Regions from separate parts of the Cricetulus griseus genome. Here region 2 is linked to region 1. A link is a contact called in public Hi-C data. All regions are on one chromosome and are shown on one strand. Each heading gives the region's core, a stretch centred on a gene start, on an enhancer-like site or on the middle of the called end of the contact. The rest is flanking DNA. Distances are from core to core; before and after follow the strand shown.

Evidence for each region. Hi-C and Micro-C count contacts between places; a contact is called where the count stands out from the background.
Region 2: a Hi-C map of the CHO-K1 cell line shows a contact between it and region 1, with 3 times the contacts expected there. The contact joins two enhancer-like sites. A contact is called at or near these places in 4 of 8 Hi-C or Micro-C datasets (the CHK-Q cell line, the CHL-YN cell line and the CHO-K1 cell line).

The regions. Positions count from the first base shown.
Region 1 is chr2:288,874,040-288,878,493 of CriGri-PICRH-1.0, forward strand. No RefSeq gene overlaps it. Among named protein-coding and RNA genes, the nearest start is that of Agpat4, 18 kb to the left of the region's middle. Within about 2 kb of position 2,047, at least 3 of the 6 cell types and tissues checked have open chromatin away from gene starts, as enhancers often do. A contact at or near this core is called in the CHO-K1 cell line, where this site is marked.
Region 2 is chr2:288,910,366-288,914,819 of CriGri-PICRH-1.0, forward strand. All of the region lies in intron 11 of Prkn (E3 ubiquitin-protein ligase parkin), which reads right to left. Among named protein-coding and RNA genes, the nearest start is that of Agpat4, 54 kb to the left of the region's middle. Within about 2 kb of position 1,981, at least 3 of the 6 cell types and tissues checked have open chromatin away from gene starts, as enhancers often do. A contact at or near this core is called in the CHO-K1 cell line, where this site is marked.

The DNA.
Region 1 (4,454 bases), core at 797-3,296:
AATAAATAAAATCTTTTAAAAAAGATTCCTGGTATTTGGAAACCACAAAATTCTCAAGAAAGACAATGCCAGCTGCCTTACAGATTCACAACTTGGTTTTGCAGATAACCCCATTTCTGAAGGAAAGTTGGAGTTATAAATGAACATGGTCATGTAAGCATATTGTGTCAACTTCAGAAGAGCTAGATTCACCTAGGGGACAAATCAGCAGACCCTGGAGGGATGCTTCTAGATTGGGTTGACTGAAGTGGGGGGACTGTCTTAGGGTTTCTTTTTTTTTTTCTCAGATTTTTTTTTATTTGAATTAGAAACAGGATTGTTTTACATGACAATCCCAGCTCCCTTCTCCTCCTAGTCCTCTCCTACCACCACCCTCCCCCCAACTAAAATCCTACCTATCACATAACCTTTCTGCTCCCCCTGGATGGTGAGGCCTTCCATGGGGTGTCATCAGGGTCTATCGTATCCTTTGGGGTAGGGCCTAGGCCCACCCCTGTGTCTTGGCTCAGGGAGTATCCCTCTATGTGGAATGGGCTTCCAAAGTCCACACCTTTGCTAGGGATAAGTATTGAACTACTATAGGAGGTCCTGTAGATTTCCAAAGTTTCCTCACTGAAACCCATGTTCCTGGGGTCTGGATCAGTTCCAACCTGGTATTCCAGCTATCAGTCTGGGGAGCAAGAGTTCCCCAATGTTCAGGTCAGCTGTTTCTGTGGGTTTCACCAGCCTGGTCTGGACCCCTTTGCTCTTCACTCATCCTTCTCTGCATCTGGGTTCCAGTTCAGTTCAGTGATTAGTTGTGGGTGTCTGCTTCTACTTCCACCAGCTGCTGGATGAGGGCTATCAGGTGGCATATAAGTCAGTCATCAATCTCATTATCGGGGGAGGGCATTTAAGACAGTGTCTCCTGTGTTGCTTAGATTGTTAGCTGGTGTCATCTTTGTAGATCTCCAGACATTTTCCTAGTGCCTGATTTCTCTGTAAACCTAAAATGTCTTCCTCTATTATGGTATCTCCATTCTTGTTATCTTCTATTCTTCCCCTGACTCAACCTTTCTGCTCCCTCATGTCCTCTGCATCCCTCCTCTTCTCCCCTTCTCATTCTCCTAGCTCCCTCCCCCTGTCTTAGGGTTTCTAACTAAGTTTCTATCATGACCACAGCAACTCTTATAAAGGAAAACACTTAGTGGGGTAGCTTACAGTTTCAGAGGTTTAGTTTGTTATCATCGTTATGTGACATGGTGATGTACAGGCCAACATGATGCTGGAGCAGGAGCTGAAAGTCCTACATCTTGATCAGCAGGCAACAGGAAGTGAACTGAGACACTGGGTGTGGATTGAGCATATATGAGCCCTCAAAGCCCACCTCCACAGGGACACATTTCCTCCAACAAGACCACACCTCCTAATAGTGCCATTCCCTTTGGGGGCCATTTTTTTTCAACCCACCACAAGGACTCACCTTGAATGTGGGCAGCTCCATTCCATTAGCCGGAGCCCAGACTGAATGAAGATGAGAAAAATCAGTAGGGCACCAGTGTCTACTTCTGTCTGCATCCTGACTGTGGATGCAATGTGACCAGCGGCCTCATGCTCCTGCCACCTTGCCTTTCACACCATGATGGACACCACCACTAGATTGTGAGCCAAAGTAAAGCATTCCTTCATGAAGCTGCATGTTTTTTTCCGGGTATTTTTGAGAAAAATATCTGACGCCAATGCCAAGTTTAAATGCTATCACACACAGTAATACCATCTGCTCTTCCACACCAATTGTCTTCTCTGACTTCGAAGCCCACAGTGCACAGCCTCACGGCACGAGCAGAGGGCTCTGCAGAGGCAGCTTGGCCTGCAGACAGTCAAACTGTTGGCACTGTGCAGGGAACAGCTCCGCTGAAGTCAGTTGTCTTGGCGGTGGAGTGTTCTATGGTTCAACAACAAAGTGGTTTTTAGCTCTGTGAAGCATTTGAACAATGGAGTGCATGGATTGCCTGTTTCCTTACGCAGGATTTTCAGAACATACTCTAACCTTTTCCTTCTTGACTCATCATGAATCACCATTATGAATCAAAAACATAGAACTTTAGTACAAAAAAAAAAGGCACCTCAGAGATCAGTTAGCTCTGGCTTTCCATACTCCAGAAGCATGGCTAGAGGAGTAGGGGTGCTGAGAAGGCTGTGCTAGGAGGAGATGGCCTGGAGTCCCCACTTCACCTTTTGGTTGTGGGTCTGATTCCCACATAGGAAGCCTGGTCACCCATATGTGCTGTGGATGCTGCCAGGCCAGGCATTACTCTGCAGTGTAGGCTGACACCCAGTGCCCTGGCCTCTGCATCTCTACCTCTGCAGTTGGCTGACACTCTCAGCCCTGGGGGTGCATGGAGGATTAGAGTAAGAGTGCTCCTCCCCTGGGGTTCCCTGAGGCTATGAGAGACCACAGCGGGGGTTCACAGGAGCCTTTCCATGTGAAGCCCAGCTCTAGTCTCTGCCCACTGTCTCTGGTCCCTGGGACAGCATGGGGCCCTTCTTTGTGGACTTCTCTCCCTACATCACTTTTAGGACTGGCCGCTAAGCTGGGGCCTGAAATCACCAAAATGTATTTGTCACGGACCTGAAGGAAGATGTTCAAGAGCAAGGCGTCTGCAAGCTGGACACCCCCTGGTTTATAAATGGCTCTCCTTGTGTCTGTCACCATGTGGTCCCTCCTTTATGTCTGTCAGCATTCTAACCGCCTCTGCTTATTGGACACCAGTCATGATGTTTAGGGCTTACCCTAATGTCACCCCTTCAATTTACATCTTCAAAGGCTATTTCCCCAAATATGGTGACGCTAGCAACTTCTGATGGTTGGGACACCAACCAGGCTATAATTATCCCTTTGATGGCTCAGGTTACAGTGAATGAGGCAGGGAAGACGAACAGGGTGATGGTTCCAGGACCTTTAATCTCATTTTTTTAATGCATAAATAACCCTTAAACATGGGGCTGGAGAGATGGCTCAGTGGTTAAGAGCACTGATTGCTTTTCAAGAGGTCCTGAGTTCAATTCCCAGCAACCACATGGTGGCTCACAGCCATCTATAATGAGATCTGGTGCCCTCTTCCGGTGTGCAGGCATATATGGGGGCAGAATGTTGTATACATAATAAATAAATTCATCTTAAAAAAATAACCCTTAAACAGACATCTGACTTCTTTGAAATATTCTTCTTACTAGCATGCAAATATTCTCTTATGGCACTGTCCAAACAAATATTTGCTTGCTTCTCTCCTCCTCCCCACATCCTCTTTCCCCCTAGCAACTTCCTGCTTTCATCCCAAGTGACTTTTTGCCACCCCACCACTCTTCTTCAACACCTCCTGTCTCCCTCTAGTGGACTCCTTGCTAGTCCCATAGTCTATACTCACCGTCCCATCCCCTTTATTATATATGCAGAACAATAAAAGTTAAGGTTTGCATATGGTAGAGAATATTTTATCTTCCTGAGTCTGGGCCATCTCACTTAATAGAATAATTTCCAGATCTATCCATTTCCCTGCAAATTTCATAGTTTGATTTTTCTCTTCATTACATATGTATGCGTGTATATATGCACACGTGCATGTATGTATGACACATTTTCACGAAGCTATCACAGGATCTCTGGATACTTCTCAAGACTGCATAGGGACTGCTTGGTGGGTCCTCGCTCTTACCACATCACTTTGGGAAGGCAATGATGGACTCTGCCCTGAGCCCTGGAGACTGCCTACTAGGCCTGCGGGGCAGGATGAGTAGAAGCCTGTAGGTGGTCCTCTGGCTACAGAGCAGGGAGCACAGGGTGGCAGAAGGCCACTCAGGAGCCTCCTGGGACTGGCAGTGATCATCTCTGTTCAAACTTGTCTAGGTCCATGCTCCTTCTTCGGTAACAACATGGCAGTCAGCTGGGTATTAAGCTATGACTCATGTTCTGTAGAGCAAGGCACACGCTCCGTGCCTGAAGAGGACAGAGCCCTTGAAGGAACAGAGGACACCAGGCTGGGACTGTGTCCCCGTAAGGCTTCCTGGATACTTTGCTTTGTCGTTGCTCTCCTGGGCCCAGAACTGGTATGCTGACCTCTCTCTCCCTTCCTGACTTGGTGATGACATCTCCTCCTTCCCACTTGCCAGGTTGCCTGCCCATGCTGGCTGTGGAGGGAGAGCAGCTACCTCCCTGTACCCCTGTCCCCTCAATCCTGCAGGCAGGCCCTCCTTTCCTCTTTCTCATACCCCACCCCCAAGTCCACCCCTCCTGCTTTCTTATTTATCTTACCAGGATCACTGTCACCCTTGGGACAAAATGAGCTCACAGCAACAATGTTGCCTGAATTTTAGGGAATGTCTGGGGAACCATAGATGCTGCTCTCTGATTCCCTTTTCTCTGGCATCCTGTACAGTTACACAATTACTGCTTTTTTTTTTTTTTTTTTTAAAGA
Region 2 (4,454 bases), core at 731-3,230, 36 kb after region 1:
CCCTGTGGACTTGAACTCCATAACAGGATAAAACCTTCAGGAAGTATTCTTGCCAGACCACAGACTTCAGCAGGCCCAGAGCTAAGCTTGTTGTAAGATAGCATTTGAAAATGGCAGCAGAGATTTCCCACTTAGATGTAATCTGTCCATCTGATGTTACTACCAACATATTTGGTAAATTCATTGTCTTATCACTTATATTTTGCTTTCTCTTGTTTTTGAGACAGGGTCTCATGTAGTCTACATTGGCTTCAAACTCACTATGTAGTTGACACTGGTCTTGAACTCCCAACCCTCCTGCCTCTACCTCCCAAATGTACCATTATGCCATTGAGTGCACCCAGAATAAATTCCCTGTGATTGCCTTTAGAGAAGGAGCTGTTATATGTTACTTGTTTTATATTACTCATATTTATTCACACTGAACATGTTAAAATACCAAATAGTCTTATAAATGTGCCAAGTCAAAACTATAGTGAATTAAAGTTCTTAATTTCTTATCCACAGGGACAGACAGAGGGAGGATGAGGCTGCTGTACCACAGGGCTGACTGACTCCTGCTAACCCCTGCCTTGCCACCTGAATTTGCTGTATGCCAGGGAACTTCTCCCACCAATAGATCCAGGGTCCACTGCTGCTGCCACCAGGGCTGAGGTCACAGCTACCCTGCTAACCAGAGGTAACTGTTCCCACCAGTGAAGTGCCCACAGGGGCAGCATGGGCTACTGAAAAGCAAACATATGGAGTAGATTGAAGTGGTGTAGGGGTGAAAGTAGTGTAGTGAAGATGTGTCTAGGGAAGCTGGAACTGAGACAGTCTGCCAGAGAAATTTTCTCACCACTGCCAGGGGTGAGCTGCATGGTAGAGCCAGAAGCCAGCTGTGAAAGCCAGTGGCTGATGGCGCACAAAGGTACCCACAGCCCTTCTGGCCTACATCACAGAAGGTCCTACCCCTGGAAAGGTCCATCCCCAGTTCACCAGGAGCTAGATTCTAACCCTCTGGAAGAAGCAGGGTGGGTTCTGGTAGAGAGAAGTCCAGGCTCAGAAATCCTTCTACTTGGAGGGACACCTGTGACCAATCTGAACTGCTGAGACCTGCAGTCCCCCCCCAGTACTGCAGCTGACATAAATGACAATCTAAGGAGAGGGGGACACTATCATCTCACTGAAGAACATGTTCTGACTAAGGGCAACTTCATCGTTGCTTAGCTTTCTCTGTCATTTTAAAATTATTTACACCCTGTTTTCTTTTTTGTTAGGAGTCTCTGTTTTGCCCTCTGCCTTGCCAGAAGACTTCCATGGCTCTCTCTTACTTGTGTTCATCTACAAAAAAACTTCCTTATTTTACATTTCTACAGCAACAGTCTCTACTCCGGTATCTCCAACTCAGCACTCACCTCTACTCCTCTAAAACACACACACACACACACACACACACACACACACACACACACACACACACACACACACACACACACACTCAAGCAGAATGGAAAGGCAGAGAAAACTGAGGAGACTTGGAGAGGGAGCCTCTGAGCTCCTCACCTGCTGAGGGTCTAGCATCACAAGCAGCACAAGGAACATGGCCGTGAAGGCTGCTGCTGAAAACAACATTCCTTTTATGCAGAAGTAATTTCTAATAAGCAAATTATTTTTTATTTCATAAATAACAACGAATCAGGCCTGAGCCTGCATGACCTACAAGGACGGCCTTAGTCCTTCCCCAGCTATTTCCTGGAATCTCATAAACAAGGCTTTGTTTACAGTGGAGGCATCTTAACCTCCTCTGCACCCTGAGTGACCTGGGCTTTTACCTTATCAGCTGTAATGCAAGCCAGTCTGGAACCACCCTGCCATCTCTTTTAATGAGAAGGAAAGGCTCCCTAGCAACCCTTTGAGGTGTAACTTCAGAAGCCACAGCGTAAACAGAACAGAAGGCATCCTGCTCTGCAGAGCTGGCTCAGGGGAAGCCCACAGGCATGCCCTACCATCCCCATTAAACTCCACCCTAAAATGGGATGCGGCTATGTCTGGGCTTGCATGCTACCAGCCCTGACCATTTCCCCATTTCAATTTTTTTTTTTTTTCAAGACAGGGTTTCTCTGTATAACCCTGGTTGTCCTGGAATTTGCTTTGCAGACCAGGCTAGCTTGGAATTCAGAGATCTGCCTGCCTCTGATGTCTGAGTTCTGGGATTGAAAGTGTGTGCCTCCATGCTGGGCTCCTATTTCATATCATAAATACTGCTGCCCTTAGCTCTAAAATAAATAAATGAATGAAAACCTATACACTGCAGTTGTCTCCACCCCAAGGCCGGTGTCTGAACCTTACTGGGGACGTAAGTGGAACTCACAGAGTTGCCTCCTGCCATTCAACTCCAGGTCTGATGGTGACTCATCAGAGTGGCCTCCAGACACCACGACACACTTCTGCAAAAGTAGCAGGCAATGAAATTCCTAATGAAGAAACTCCCAGAGGACTCACATGGAAGACAAATTAAGAGTGGGGGAAGAGGTGGGGGAAGTTAAAACTGAAGGACAAAGCCACCACAACGGATGCACAGAACATCATCAAGAGACACCCGAAATGAGACAAAACCCATCATGACTCGTCCACAGGATCACAACTCCAATAACCACAGACAAGGAGGAGGCAGTGTGTGTGCGTGCCACACATGTGTATGGAGGACACAGGACAACTCGCAGCAATGAGATCTCTTCTGCCACAGCAGAGGGATTGAAGTAAGGTCAGTCCTTGCCTTATCTTGTCTTTGCCTGCCAAGGCATCTCGCTGGCCCCACGGTCTGACATTTATTTATCTATTTACTTATTTTCTGAGAAATGGTTTCTCTATGTAGTCCTGGCTGTTCTGGAACTTGCTCTGTAGATCAGGGTGAACTTGAAATCAGAGATCCACCTGCCTCTGCCTTCTTTGGGACTAAAGGCATAAGTCACCATGCCTGGCTCACAGTCTGACATTTAAAAAGAATCAGAGATCCACATAAGCAGACAGATGAAATAAGGTCATTTATTCAGGACACAGACAAGACAGTTGCCAAAATGAATGAAACCTTTAGCAACTTGGAAGAAGAATTAAAAAAAAAAAAATTTCCGTCTTAGTTAGGATTTTTATGGCTGTGATAAGACACTATGGCCAAAAGCAACTTGCATAGGAAAGGGTTTATTTCAGCTCACAGTTCCATATCACAGTCCATCACTCAGGGATGCTGGGACAAGAACTCAAAGTCGGGCAGTGGTGGTGCACAACTTTAATGCCAATCAACGTGCAAAGCAATGGTTTCATTGTAGCATTTTCCCACAGTCTCTGTGAGTTTGAGGCCAGACTGGTCTACAGAGTGAGTTCCAGGACAGGCTCCAAAGCTACACAGAGACACCTTGTCTCAAAAAGCAAAATACAAACAACAACAACAAAAGACAATACCCCCATGGACTTGCCTATACTCCAATCTTTTTTGTTTGTTTGTTTTTGTTTTTCAAGACAGGGGTTCTCTGTAGCTTTGGAGGCTGTCCTGGAACTAGCTCTTGTAGACCAGACTGGTCTCAAACTCACAGAAATCCGCCTGCCTCTGCCTCCCAAGTGCTAGGATTAAAGGCGTGCACCACCACAGCCCGCCCTATACTCCAATCTTAAGGAGGCATTTTCTCAGTTGTCAGTTTCTTTTCTTAGATAGCTCTAGCTTGTGTTAAGCAAAAACTAGCCAGCACAGTTGAAGAAAAAAATCATCAAGGAGATTGAGACCATGATAAAATACCAAATAAAAACCCTGGAAATGAAAGAAGTAATCCATCAAATGAACAAAGCGTCATCAATAGACAAGACCACACAGAGAAAAAAAAAATCAGAGGTGGAGAACCAAGCCAAGACAACAACATGTTTAAGTATATATAAAGGAAAAAAAATAAAAAAAACTAAAAACAAAACAAAACAAAAAATCGAACATGAGTAAAATGTCTGAGAAATCTAGGATACATTCCAGAGACCAAACTGGAGGTTCCAAAATGTAGATAGAGGGGCCGAGGTAATGTCAAAAGGCATAGACAATGTATTCAACTAAATTATAGCAGAATTTCCAAAACCTACAGGAAGATGTGCAAACACAAGAAGTACATGGGTCTCCAAAAAGGCCATGTCAGAGAAGAGCTCACCAGGACAGAGCAGAGTTGATGTGGGTGTGAGTGTGGGTGGCAGAGTGGTTCTGAGGAGCAGGGAGAGCACTAAAACAGGTGACACGAAAGCAGACAGGGAACTACTGGAGATGAAAAGGAACAGGGCAGGGTGGGGTGGGGCAGGAGGGATGGGGCGGGCGGAGGGAGATAGGGGATCAAAAAAACAGACTGTGGGAAAATGCTACAATGAAACCATTGCTTTGCACGTTGATTGACAAGCAAACACACATGCCACAAGCGTTGCTTACAGATGAGTGCTTATCTGTA